Regions from separate parts of the Sus scrofa genome. Here region 1 is linked to region 2. A link is a contact called in public Hi-C data. All regions are on one chromosome and are shown on one strand. The core of a region is the stretch at or near the end of the contact, and the rest is flanking DNA. Distances in the headings are between cores, read along the strand shown.

Region 1 (7,009 bases), core at 3,428-5,927, 66 kb after region 2:
GGACGACTCTTCATCAGGCGAGGAAGCTGCTGGCAAGACGAACGCAGGGAGGGACTCCAGGTGCCTGGGCTGGTGGGAGAGTGGGTGGATGGGGGGAGCCAGGGGGGCTCTGCCTGGCCCTGCTGTGATGGGGGCTCTGAGAGGAGGGCCGGGGCGGGTGTCCCCAGGTGAGGCAGAGGGAGCCTCCGAGCCTACTGGGCAATGCCCTACCTGGGTATTGAAGTGAGAGGCGGGGGCCTCAGGTGGCATCTTTCCTCCCATGGCCACCTGGTGAGAAGGGGGTGAAGGTAGCGCCAGGACCAGCCCTGGTTCCAGGCGTATGAGGCAGCAGGGCGTGCTTTCTCTGCTCTTGGGCCGGGGGTCCTTGCTCACATGTGACATGGGGCGAGGACAGACTGAGAACTATCCTTGGACTATAGACACCACATTTGCGAGCAGCTTTGAACAGCCACTGGCCTAGGGCAGTTGACATGTGGCCTTCCCCCAGAGTTGGTTGAGCTTAGGATGCTTCCAAGCCTTTGGAGTGAGCCTGCCTCCAGGATGGCTCTGCGTCCTCAGCCCCCACCCTAGAGCACATGCCACCTGGGCGCCAGGTTTGCGGAACAGGCAGATCAGGGTTCAGCCGCCTGATCTGGGTCCGGCCCCTCCCCCCTCCTGGCCTCAACAGCCCTTTTTAAGGGTGGGTCCCTGTGTCGGCACCTGGCGGGCAGGGAGGCCGAGCAGGTGCTTGTGGTGGTTTTGTGTTGCTATTGCTGATGGTTGGGGCTGGGAGATGGCCTAGGAGCTGCACCCAAGCCAGTGCTCTGTGGGCACCAGGGCTGGAGCGAGGGGCAGGATGACTCTTCCAGGACAGGACTAAGGGCAGCAGCTCCAGCCTGTGGGGCTGGCGACCTTGAGCATGGATCCTGCTGGTCTTTGAGAGTGGATCCTCAAAGGCAGGAGCTAAGGGGCCAGTGACTGGTGTGCTGCTCTCAAGGGGAGTGGCTGCACATTGTGTTGGGGGCTGCAAATCAGAAGGCCTTTAGCTCCCATTCTAGGGGTGGACATGGGTGGGGGGGGGCACCTGGGAGCCATGTCCCTTGTCAGGGAAGGGGCGACAGACACAGGCCCTGACTGATGCCCAGCTGCTCTCAGCAAGGAGGCCCAGGCTTCGCCATTGCCCCCAGCTGCCGCCCAGTAGACGCGGGGCTGTCAGGCTACTCCTGGGCCCCGCTGACTGGTAGTGTCACTTGGGCAACAGGGAGACAAACTGGCTACCTTTGCCCTGATGCTGTGCAGCTGAGAGGCCAGGGAAGAGCAGAGGGCCTAGAGCAAAGGAAATGGCTAACCCCGGCCTGAGGCTGTGGCCGTCATGCTCCCTGGCACTGCCACTGTGGTAAAAGCCGTTTCAGGCAAGAGAGAGAGGTGGTGGCAGCAGGCAGGATTTATCTTGTCATGGTGCAGTGACAGGTCTCGGGCTCCCCCTTTGTGAGCGGAGCCCAGAATGTCCCCGAGGGACCAGGGATCCCAGAAAGGTACTCTGCTTGAGGGTAGCACTGGAGAGGAGCTCTCTCTGCACTGCCCAGCTGGGCCGTGAGAAATTCTGGAACAGCACAAGGAATGGGCTACCACTTGCTGTGGACCAGAGGAGAGGCTTTCAGATTCCAGCTAGCTGGGGGTTGAATGTGGAACAGCCACGCCCTTCCCTCCATGAGGCTTGTGGCCATGTGGCCTCCCCGTGCACTCTCAATCCAGCCTGGGCCCTGCCCCAGGAGCCCAGAGTAGAGCCACCACCAGATACACCCTGTTCAGGTTCTGGCCCCGCCCAGGCAAACGTGGATGTCACATGGAAGCCTACATCCCTCCTGTGGCATGGGGCTCAGGTGGAAGGCCGAGCTGCTCTACTCGCACACTAGGTGTGGAACCTGTGAGCCCGACTAGCTTGCCTGGCCACCCGCCCAGATTCTGGCCCAGGGACCACACCAGGGCTGGAGAGAAGAGCCCGTGTGCTGATCCGTGGGCTCTTTCCTTTTTTTTCTTTTTTTTTTTTTTTTTTGAAGTTGGCAGTGGATGCCCAGAGCAGGGTGAGGTGGGTCTCCTGAGCTTTACAGGGGCACTGCATGCTCCTGGCCCTGGGGGCCAGATCTGTCCCAGAGCCCAGTGTGGTATTTGCTGGGTGGGGTTACCTTCCTGGAGCCGAGGGTGGCAGAGGTCTGACAGGGTGTTGTGTCCATGCTCAGATTGAGCTTCAGTGACAGCGAGAGTGACAATAGCGCAGACTCCTGCCTGCCCAGCCGGGAGCCCCCTCCTCCCAAGAAGCCGCCCCCACCCCACAGCAAGGTAACTGCCCAGCTGAACCCAGCCCCGAAGAGGTGGGGCTGGGGACTGGGCCTGGGGTTCTCCAAGGGCCTGAGGCCGAGGGTGGCGGGTGCAGAGGGACGATGGTTCACCCCCAGGCCCCAGATGGGCTGCCCTTGGAGTCGGGTGAGGGTCCAAAGAGGGAGGATGGGTGGGCCTGGGGCCCAGAGAAGACAAGTGCTCACATATATCCCACTTCACCCTGCAGGCGTCAGGCCGCCGGAGCCCAGAGCCCTGTAGCAAGCCTGAGAAGATCCTCAAGAGGGGTGCCTATGACAAGGTGGGGGGCGGTGGTGGCATGTGCAACAAGGTGGGGGTTGGTGGGGGGCAGCTGCCTGAAGATGATGTGGGTATGACCACAGGTTGGGGCGGGGGGTGGGGGGTGCGTGTCCTGGAGGGCAGGGTGACCTACTGAACGGGCCTCTGCCACCCAGGCCTACACGGACGAGCTGGTGGAGCTGCACCGGCGGCTGATGGCGCTGCGGGAGCGTAACGTGCTGCAGCAGGTACTGGACAAGCCCTCCCCGGCACAGCATCTCAGAGGAGTCCCGGGTGGGGTGCCCCTGCGGCCCAGGGGCTGCTGGACCCTGTTGGGTTGCCCCAAGGAGCCACCCCCTCTTTCTCAAGGTGCCCTGTTCCCTTAAGCCACTCTGTCACCACCTTTCAGATTGTGAACCTGATCGAGGAGACTGGTCACTTCAATGTCACCAACACCACCTTTGACTTCGATCTCTTCTCCTTGGACGAGACCACCGTGCGCAAGCTGCAGAGCTACCTGGAGGCTGTGGCCACATGACCCTGGGCCGGGTGCCAGGCCCTGTCCCCAGGGTCCTGGGAGGCCATGACCGGGCCCTGCCTTCCTTCCTCTCTCGACTTGCCCACCCGCAGCACTGCCTTAGTGACCGCCCTGCCCTCGGCCCACATGGCCAGCTGCACTTTCCTCGTCGGGAGCCCCAGGGCCGAGGGGGGCCAGGCCTGCACCACTGCACCACTCTCAGGGGCCGTCACCTGGGCCCCCTTGGGAAAGCAGCTTGAGTTGAAGGCAGTGCCAGGCCTCACTCCTGAAGGGGAAGAAATGTGCCCTGCAGTGGGGGCCTCGATTCATAGTGGGGCATGGGGCATAGCTCCACTGCCGCGGCCCCTCTGAGCAGCTGGGGCACTGCCTCCAGCCTCCACAAACGGTTCAGAACACACCCCCTGCACCCCAGGACCTCCGAGGGCTCCCACCACATCGGGGCAGCCCGGCTCATCCTCTGTGTGAGCCAGACACAGTCCCTCGTCGGCTCTCACTGTGCTGGGGCTCTGTGCTGTATAGTTGTCTCTATTATATATATATGTATGCACTGTAGGTACCAGAGCGGTTTCCGGGTGTGCGTTTCCGTGGCAGCAGAGCACGTGGGGGGTGGGGGTGGGTGTCAGATGGGACTTTTAGGTTAAGATGTCTCCACTGGTCTTGTCGGGCTGAAGGCGAGCTGGAGCGCCAGCTGGCCCTCTCTGGGTGCCGGGAGGAATCCTCCCTCAGTGGTTCCAAGGACACCGCCTCGCCCAGGCCGGAGAGCACTACAACAGGGCAGCAGGTGCTCACTGCCCGGGGTCTGTGTTCCCGGCCGCCTGGTCAGACTGGCGCTGTCCCCAGGAGTAGCCTGCCCGGGCCCCAGCCAGCCGCGGGCCGTGACTGTGTTGGCGCCCTGGGATCGCCCTCCTCCTCCTTCCATAGGATCCTCTTCCTTCTGTTGACTGAATCTTTGAACTTTGAAAAACAATGAGCTTTTGCCAAATAAGACGGGATAGTTTGTGGAGTCTTTTGAGGAGCATCAGGACTCAGAGCCAGCCCCTCGTGCCTGGGCCCGGCCAGTGGCGGGCCCTCCCACCCCTGCGATTCACACCAGTCCAGGGCTGGAGACCCGACTCCTCGCACGCCTGAAACTCTCCAAGGGCCAAGCCAGCTCCTCCTCCCGGCCAGAACACCCTCGAGGGGTCAGCCCACCTTGTGTGGGGCTCCTGGGGGCTGGGTGCCTGTCTGCTCCGCCTGTGTTCCCCCAGACCTCTACTCAAGGCTCCTTGTCCCCATCAGCTCTGGGAGAGGAGGTCAGGGCTGGAGCCGGGCTCACCTTCTCACCCCAGTTTGTGAGTTCCCGCATGGGGCACGCCCAGCTCCCCTCCCCTGTGGTCCCTGACTCCTGGCCCTGCTCCAATTCCGTCTGTCAGGCAGACGCCGAACACTCCCTTGGGAATCCTGCCTCCAAGGCCTCCCCAAACGCCAGCCATCCTGGGAAGATCCCAGGACTCTGGGAAGGCCAGAACTTTCAGAGGAAACAGCCGTGACTCCTCGCCATCTGCTCTGATTCTCTCCTGACCCCACTGCCTTGAGGTATTAGGAAGAGGGCAGGCCTGTGTGGCAGGCTCTGTGCTGCCACCAGCCCCTTCCCCAGGCAGGCCAACAATACTCCAAAGTGGGGCACTTTCTTCTCTGGAAACTAAGACATTGGACAGAAAGGACTGGCTTAGGGGCAGCAGCTGCCTGGTCCTCTATGCACAGAGGCCACCAGGGGTCACGGGCAGGCGCCTCAGCCCAAGGGCACTAGTCTTTCTCCTTCCAGGATCTCCTGGGAAGGGCTGCAGGCCCTCCTGACTTGGTGACTCAGGCAGCCCTCTGCTCAGGAGCCGGGCTTGCCCCCAGAGACAGCTAGAGGAAGGCCAGGCTCGCGGGCCTGCCCTTGGCTGCAGCAAGTATCTGGCCCTTCCTGCTGTTTCCAGGGCCTCTGGAAGCACCGACCCATTTCTGTTACCTCTTCTGGCCAGAAAGCCCCAGCATTGTCCTCCGGAGCTACTCTGGGCTCAGTGCTGGCCCTGTGACCACCTGATGGACATGCCAGGCAGCCAGGGCCCCAACCACGGCATTTCCAGCTGCTCCCCCAACCCACCCACAGCTGCCCGGCAGCTGGGCCCACCGGGGCTCTGGGGACACTTCCATAGGAAGGGGCCAGCACTTTGTGACTGCCGTGTCTTTAGTGTTAAGCCCCCTGCCCCCAGTGCAAATCCCTGTGTTTTGCTATCTCCTGAACAAAATGTAAACCGACGCCTGAAAGCAAGAGGTATCGAATACCTTTCTTACCCATAAGGGTTTTCTACAAAGAATGTGTCTCACTAGGAACTGGGATACTCATTGGCCGAGACCAACTCCTGGATAAAAGGAATAAAGGAGAATCGTGTTTGTAATAAGTTACAGGATTGTTTCTGTCCTGGATTTTAAACTTTTTGTTAAATTGTGAAATTATGGAGGAGTTTTATAGAAAAAAAAGTGAAATAAAGTCAGATGGGAAAGCAGACCTATGTGTAGAGCTTCATGCATCTCCTTGGTTCTCCCTTTGTGGAGTTGATGGGTGGAGGCATAAAGTAGCATGAGCACCTTGTCTCCTCTCCCTGTCCCAGTGCTTCCAGATCAATGATCAAGAAGAAGGGAGAGGGTTGGACCAAGCTTACTGGGCATGAGGAGTGGGGACAGGGAGTGTGAGCAAGGTTGGCATCCTGGAGGAATAGAGATGGCACCACCAGAAACCCAAGAGGTGCAGGATGGTGGGGAATTCAGTATCTGGGCATGATTTTGATGGTGTATTCCTTCTTGCAAGCAGGCAGCAAGTTCTGGGTTGAAAAGCAAGCTTGACTTCACAATATGGATGAATGGGGTGGGGGGTGGGGGCACGGATGGATGGGTAGATGGAGGGATGATAGCCAGATAGAAAATGTGGGCAGGAGTTCTCGTGGCTCAGCAATAACGAACCCAACTAGACTTCATGAGGATGCGACTTTGATCACTGGCCTCACTCAGTGGGTTAAGGTTCTGGCATTGCCATGAGCTGTGGTGTAGGTCACAGAGGTGGCTCGGATCCCACGTTGCTGTAGGCCGGCAGCTGTGGCTCCAATTGGACCCCTAGCCTGAGAACTTCCACATGCTGTGGATGTGGCCCTAAAGAGGAAAAAAAAAAGAAAAAAGAAAAAGAAATGTGGGCAAAGACATCCTTTGCCAGGGACCAGGGTGCTTGTCTGCCACTTTGTCCATGGTGAGTTTTGGACTTGGTTTGGCAGAACTGAGTGAATCCCAAGGAGACAGCTCTCCCAGACCTTGTCTAAGCAGTCTAGTCCACTCTGTGGGCTCCATCCCCAGCAGAGGAGCAGAAGTTCCATTCCTGAGTGGTCAGCATCACAGGCCAATACCCTCTGGCCACTCTGCCTGCCACAGCTGCAGCTAATTAAAGCCACTTGGGGAGAGAACTGGCCACGCTGGGGTACTCTGGAGCATTTCTTCCTTCTCGTTAGTAGCCGGGATTTGCATTTCCTGACGTCAGGGCCGTGGCCTCCCTGCCCTGATCCTTCCTAGCAGAGTAAGACTCTGCAGGCCTCTGGGGACAGTTTCTCATGTGAGCTCCTAATGATGGACACAGAGTGAGAGAGGGTTAAGAGTGGTTCCCACGGCTCCCAGACCCCCAAAACACAGTGAAGGAGGACTTGTGTGTAAAAATAAAATAGGGCTCACTATGGGCCAGGCACTGGCCGGAGAGTGGCCTCACAGATTTCCACAAACACTCAATGAGGGTAGGTACTGCCATCAGTATCCTCACTGACAGATAAAAGTCTCCAAGTGTTGTCCCTCCTATGATACAGCGAGTGGGCA
Region 2 (7,013 bases), core at 2,757-5,256:
TGTTGATTATCTATTTTATATATTGTCATGTGTATGTGTTAACCCCAAACTCCTTAGTTATTCCTCTCCCCAACCTTTCCCCTTTGGATTTCTAAGTTTGCGAGCCTGTTTCTGTTTTGTAAATAAGTTCATTTTTTAAATCATTTTTTTAGATTCCACATATAAGGGACATCATATAATATGTGTCTTTCCCTGTCTGACTTACTTCACTTCATATGATATCTCTAGCTCCATCCATGTTAAAAATTCAAAATCTAATTTAATCTAAGTCAAGTTCGAATTTCCCCAGTTGATGTAGCTGCTTTGTTCAAAGCCAAGATCCAATGAAGGACCCTATATTGCATTTGGTTGTGACATCATCTCTTTCTTTCTTAAAAACATTTTTTTTAATGTGTGTTTTTTTTTTTGGCCAGTCTGTGGCATGTGGAAGTTCCCTGGGCCAGGTATCAAACCCAAGCCCACAGCAGTGACAACACCAAATTCTTAACCACAAGGCCACTGGGGAACCCCCGACACCATCTCTGTCAACTCTGGGTAGTCCTCGTCTCTTTCCTCCCATCCTGTTGATCTGAAAAATTCAGACTGTTGAGAACTCCACCTTCTGGATTTGACTGATGGCTTCTCATGCTGTCATCTCCCATGTTCCTCTATTCCTTGTGTTTCTCTTGTAAACTAACTATGATTCGATTCAAGTTAAACTTGGGGAGCAAGAACACATATTTTCGAGTGCTGTGTATTTCCCATTGTGCCCTAGCAGGAGCTTGGCATCTGCTTGTCTCCCTACTCACCTGCTAAAAGTATTCACTGAACTAAGGTGGCAACAGTATGACGCTTCCATGGGAAAGTTATTTTTTCCCTCTTTGCTTCTAGCAGGCAATCTGTGAGGAGATCGTTGGTGGACATGGTACTCTTCAGGCTCCCATCAACATTTCAGTTAATGGTTTTAGTGTCCATTAATGACTTTTTTTTTTTTTTTTTTTTTTGCCTGCCAATGGCAGCTGAAGTTCTCAGACCAGAGACTGAACCCAAGCCACAGCAGTGACTCGAGCTGCAGTAGTGACAACATCGGATTTTTAACCCTCTGAGCCACCAGGGAAGTCCCATAAATGACTCCTGTCTGCAATGATTACTTCATTAGGGGTTTCAAGGTAGTCATTTTTCCTGTCATCCTTTCAACATTATTGGCTGGCATTTTTCTGTAAAAAGGGCTTTCTTTCTTCATCAACTGGGGCTGGTTTCATGCTGTAAAGCCTTGGTAAGTGAGGAGTTTATACAATTGTCACCTTCAAAGGTGGCAAATATGCTTTGTTGTATTAATATCATTATGGACTCATGGATATTTCTATGTTCACAGTGTCAAATGGCCCAGTTTTTGAAAATTGTGGTAAAAACATATATAACATAACATTTGCCATTTTAACCATTTTTAAGTGCATACTTTTGTGGTGTTAAGTACATTCATATTGTAGGGCAACCGTCCATCTCCAGGACTTTCCCATCTTCCCAAACTGAAACACTGTTCCCTTTAAATACTCACTCCTCATCCCCCCAGTCCCTGGCCTCACCAACTACTTCCTGTCTCTATCAATTTGACTCCTTAGGGACCTCATGTGTGTGAAATCATACGGTATTTATCCTTTTGTGTCTGGCTTTTTACAATGAGCATCATGTCCTCAAGGTTCATTCCTGTTGAAGCCCATGTCAGAATTTCCTTCCTTTTGGAAGGCTGTATAACATTCCATTTTATGGATAGACCACATTTGGTTGTCCATTCTTTCACTGATGGCTACCTGGGTTGTTTCTCCGTTATTCTTTTTTTTTTTTTCCTTTGGCCATGTGTGTGGCATGTGGAAGTTCCTTGGGCCAGGGATCAAACCCGAGCCACAACAGTGACCCAAGCTGCTACAGGGATGATGCTGGATCCTTAACCCGCTGCACCACAAAGGAACTCTTCCATTATTATTATTATTATTATTATTATTATGCTTTTTAGGGCCGAACCCACGGCACATGGAGGTTCCCATGCTAGGGACTGAATCAGAGCTACAGCTGCCAGCCTACGCTACAGCCACAGCAACACAGGATCTGAGCCGTGTCTGTGACCTACACCACAGCTCACAGTAATGCCAGATCCTTAACCCACTAAGGAGGCCAGGGATTGAACCTGCAACCTCATGGTTCCTAGTCAGATTTGTTTCTTCTGTGCCATGACGGGAACTCCCCATTATTTTTGATGCTTAAAAAGTTACACCTGATCTAGTAGGAGGTCCAGGAATGTTGTTTTGAAAATGTCCAACAGTTCACAATCTAATCTAGAGATCATTTCTTAGATGAGTTAATGGTGGTAGCAGGGAGACTGAGTTCCTGAATCTCTTCTTTGCAACAATCGTAGTAAACGTTCTTGGCTGAAAGCTTCTGTTAGAGACAAATTCTGCACACACACCCCCACCCCCAGTTGGCCACACATCTAGTTTCTGATTCCATAAATCAAGAGACCAGAATTTGCATTTCTAGCAAAGTTCCCAGTGATGCTGAACCTCCTGGTTCAAAGACCACTTAGAACCAGTGATCTACTTACATTGAGTTATACGATTTTTTAAAAAATTAAAGTTGTGCTTGCATTAAAGTGGCTGTTTATTTTCTCAGCATGATCTCAAACTTCGCCCCCCCCACCACCTCCACACCCCATGCCCCAGCTCACCCTCCTCTGGACTAAAAAGCATGGTGTTACTCTCTGCAATGACTCTGGCCCTCTTCAGAGTATTTGTGTGGACTTACTTTCATCTTCTCAAAGTTACCAATTTTCTGGTGCTGTTCCTCAGTGCAAAGCACCAGCCAGAACACATAATGAAGCCTTGCCTGATACTTAAATGAGGAGTGGAGTGGGGGAAAAGAAGCCAAACAACACCCCCCCCCCGATTTTCTTTCTTAAAGGACAAACCTGCAGCATATAGAAGTTCCCTGGCTAGGGTTCCATCTGGAGCTACACAGCTGCCAGCCTACGCCAGTCACAGCAATGCCAGATCTGAATGTCATCTGTGACCTATGTTGAAGCTTGCAGCAATGCGCAATCCTTAACCCACTGAGCGATGCCAGGGACCCAACCCCACACATCCTCACAGACACTATGTTGATTCTTAACTCACTGAGCCGCAGTGGCAACTCCCCAAACCCCTGATTTTTAATTATAAGAAGGGATTTTAAATAACTGCATAAGGGACCCCAAATCCCAGGCAGAATGCCCAAGAGACAAGTGGCTTACAAGATCCAAAAAAGATGGGGCAATATGTTTAAGACCGATCTAAACACAGTTTACAAGTCGTGGTGAAAGCATGTCATAGTGGGGAAATTAAAGATGGGGTTTTGGACGGACCGGGATGATAAATCTCGTGGATAAAATGAGAGCCTCTTGTTTACGTAGCAGATTCTGATCTGTATCATTCAAATTAGCGTGAACTAGCATCACACTGTATCTTGATGGTCCCCATTTTATGGATGCAAATTGAGACTCAAGGGAAGAAGGGAGATGACCAGGTGGGCCATGATGTAGATCCAAGATTGGAAAATTAATCTGCAGTTCCAGAGACCAGGGTCATTCCATCACACAGTAGCAACACGTGGCCAGGAAACAAAATTGTCCCTGGAGATCCCTCCCCAGACCCCGAACCCTCCACCAAGGCTACCGCCGCCTGGGGAGGCTCGGCCCAGGAATGCTCCGGGCTCTAAGCAGCGCCCCCTGCGGGCCACAGTGCGCAGGCGCGGCGCGCCCGTCCCGCCCCCGCCCCCCTCCACGTGCGGCGCACACCTCGCGCTCCCCTCTGCGGGGCTCGCCTCGCGCCTCCCTCCCTGCCTCCTCCCGCCCCTCCGGTCCGGGTCTCCCATTGGCTGCGGGCTTCGTCCCTCCGACCGCGGCCCGGCAGGCCCCCGCCAGGCCGGAAGTCCCACCCCTCAAGAGGCCGTCCGCCCTGCCAATTGGCCCAGGAGCCTGTCTGTCGGGGCGGCGGGCCCGAGTCGGCGGCGGGGGCCCGCGGTCGGTGCGCGACCCGGGCTGGCGGTGGTTTCCGGTTCCGCGGGGCTGGCGGGCGGGCGGGCGGCCGGGAGCGGCGGCGGCGGCGCCTGACACACAATGAGGGCGGCGGGGAGGCGCTGAGCGGCGGCGGCGGCGAGCGACGCGGGGCCCGGGGGCGGGGCGGGGCGCCAGCCATGGACAATCAGGTGAGGAACGGCCGCGCAGCCCGCGCCGCCCGCCCGGCCCCCTCCCTCCCTCCCTCCCTCCCTTCCCCGCCCGCCTGGCCCGGCCCTCCTCGGTCCTGTCCTCCCCGCCCCCGCTCGGCGCCCGCCCGCCCTGCTTTGTGCGCGCCCACTGCTCCCCCGGCCTTTATGTGGGGCGGGGGCGCCCTTCCCCCACCTGCGACCCTCAGCGGGTCAAAGCGCCTCGGACTACCCTGGAAGCCCCGGTCTCCCGCTGCCCAGAGCCCCCTGGGACTGCCCTCGGAGCCCCGGTCCGTCCCAGATCCCCGTGGGACGTCCCTTGTGACCCCGCTTTAGCCCAGAACCCTTTGGGACGCTCTTCGGGACCCCGGCCTGGCCCACATCCCCCTGGGACGCCCCTTGTGATTCCATTCCGACCCGGAGTCCCCTGGGACCTCTCTTGGCACCCCCGCCCATTCTTGAATTCCCGCAGCCTCCCTCCCCGCAGGGGACCCTTCATTCCTCAGATCCGGTCAGTCCCCCGTTCCTCTCTGAACCTAGGGCTGGTTGGTGTCTCCTTCCTCCTCTGGACCCTTGGCCCCCGGTCCCCTCAAACTTCCTGAGCCCCCCAGCCTGCTGCCTCTTCTAATCATTCAGCCTTTGCTGGGGTTTGAGTCTCCCCAGAACTCCTGGGACCTTGATCTGCAGCCTCTTCCTTTCTTGAACCCAGGCCCACCCTAACCTGTCCTCTAGTCCTTTTTCAGGCCTGAGCCCTCTCTCCCCTCTGATCCTGCCCCTGTCTCAGCCTGAGCATCACTTTCTCCTCAGACCCTTTTCCCATCAGGAGCCAGGCCTGCATTGAACATCCCCCTTTTTGGACCTAGGCTTGCTTCTTCAGATCTTTGACTCACTCTGCTGCTTCAGGGTTTCAGGCCCTGGTCACTCTCCCTTGGACCCAAGGGGCTGTGTCTTCACCTTCAGATCTTCTCTGTGATCGGGCCCATGGGCCATTTCTGCTCTGACCTGGAGCTCTAACACCCTTGACACCAAATGCCTTACTTCTCTCAGCTTGAGCCTTCTTTGCCTCTGTGACTCTGATTTTTTTGCTTCCCTACTTTTTTCCCCACCAGTGTTGAGCTCCTTGATCTGTCTCCTCTGACCTCAGTTGTCCTCTCTTCACAGGCCCAGTCTCTTCAGAACCCCTGTTTCTCTTCTTAGGTTCAGGATCACCCCCTTCCTCCCACCATCCACCAGTTTGATGCTGTGGCATTGACCACTGCCCTTTCCCTCAGCACACCCCATTTCCCCTGCCTTCGCCAGCATCTTGGAGCCTCCACCAAGAACCTTGCTGCAAACCTTGGGTGTTCCCCAGCCTCCATAAACTCTCCCCACAGCCCCTCTCCCTTTGATCTGGAAAGCCAGAGCCAATCCTGGTAAAACCCAGGTCATTCTCCTCTCTGGTACCCAAGCCCCTTCGCCTCCTCAAGCCCAGGACCATTGGCTCATTTACCTCTTCATCCTTCCCTGCTGCCCCTGAAGCGGGGGCGCCAGGCCAGGAAAGTCGGTGTGGGGCTGTGGGGGTGGCAGCTGAAATCTCCGCCGTGAGCGTTAGTGAGGGCAGGTTGGGGCGTCCCTCGCTGCTGGCGCCACTCTGGCGGCCCTGTCTGGTGAGGCGCTGTGTGGCAGTCGGGGTGCAGGGGTTGAGGGTGGGGTGGGAGACCTCTCCCCTGCCCATCCTGGCCGCCTGAGATGGTGCAGGACCATTGAGGCCTGTGCTCATGGCACCCCCTCACCATGATTTCCCTTTAGCCTTGGTGCTCTACCTCTTTCTTGGGAAGAAGAAATGGTTTATGGCAGTGGAGTGGTGGATTTCTCCAGTGTGGTGTGTGACTTCATTTCCCCTGAAGGGACAGAGCTTGTCACCTCCAGTCTGTATTAAGAAACAAGACAAAATATACCCTCGCTGTCCACTTTTAGTGAAGCCTGCCCCTGGGAAAGTCTTGTTGGGCACCACACAGGTATTGAATGTAGCTCCCGCCACTCACCCCACTGCTGGTCCCTGGGAGAGATGTCAGGCCCAGGTATGTCCTTTCCCCTTGTGTATTGGGCCCTGGCTGGCTGGGCGGTTGTCATCTGTGCAAGTGGAGAGGTGGGGAGGGGCGGCCTTCCCGCTTTGTGATAGTCTGGGAGACAGCAGCCTTACTGGGGCAAACTGGTGAGCACCCTGGGCCCAAGAGAGCCGTCTTGCCACTGCCTGGTGTGGCAGGCGCTAGCGCTTGTGCTTATTTAAACTTGGGCGAACCAAAACACAAAAAAATCAGTTCTTCAGTCGCACCAGCCACATTTTAGTACCCAGGAACCGCCCCTGTTGAGGTGCTGGTCACCTCCTCTGGCAGTGCAGAAACACCTCCATCATGGCAGAAGGTGCTCCTGGACAGTGCTGGTCTGGCTCCTTGCACATGTATTTGCAAGTGAAAGTGGTCCCAAAGCCAAGTATGTGCCACCATGTAGTCTAATTTCCCATCCCCGCCTGTGTTCTCATGCAAATTTGGGAGAGGCCCAGGGCTCTGGCCCTTCCTCACAGGGACAGCAGCCTCTGGGGAGGCAGGAGAGAATGGTTTCTTTTATCCAAGTAGGTGAGCAGGCTGTAAGCAGTCCAGGATGACTTCTGGCAAGAGTGAAGCGCTTTGAATCCAGCAGGATCATGCATGGCCTTCTTTTCTCCCCCCCAGGTGCCCCAAACCCGTCACTGCCTCAGTGGGATGGGGAACGACAGGGCTTTCCCCCTCCCTGAGGCCCGCTTGCTTGGGGAGACTCTGATT

The links. A called contact is a pair of places that touch in the nucleus more often than the background predicts.
Region 1: a contact with region 2 is called in a Hi-C map of retroperitoneal adipose tissue, with 1.7 times the contacts expected there. The contact joins the enhancer-like site here to the promoter of MLLT1 in region 2. A contact is called at or near these places in 2 of 5 promoter capture datasets (fetal liver and liver), 24 of 47 Hi-C or Micro-C datasets (adipose tissue, alveolar macrophages, blood and 14 more) and 1 of 2 datasets of contacts at active chromatin or transcription factors (skeletal muscle).

The regions. Positions count from the first base shown.
Region 1 is chr2:72,842,029-72,849,037 of Sscrofa11.1, forward strand. MLLT1 (protein ENL) reads left to right here. Exons shown (of 11, transcript XM_021083993.1): 7 at 1-60; 8 at 2,220-2,319; 9 at 2,546-2,617; 10 at 2,772-2,843; 11 at 3,005-5,666. The coding sequence ends at 3,133. Among named protein-coding and RNA genes, the nearest start is that of MLLT1, 65 kb to the left of the region's middle. Within about 2 kb of position 4,678, at least 3 of the 83 cell types and tissues checked have an H3K27ac peak or open chromatin away from gene starts, as enhancers often do. A contact at or near this core is called in retroperitoneal adipose tissue, where this site is marked.
Region 2 is chr2:72,776,944-72,783,956 of Sscrofa11.1, forward strand. It overlaps MLLT1 (protein ENL), which reads left to right and starts at 4,007. Exons shown (of 11, transcript XM_021083993.1): 1 at 4,007-4,215. The coding sequence starts at 4,204.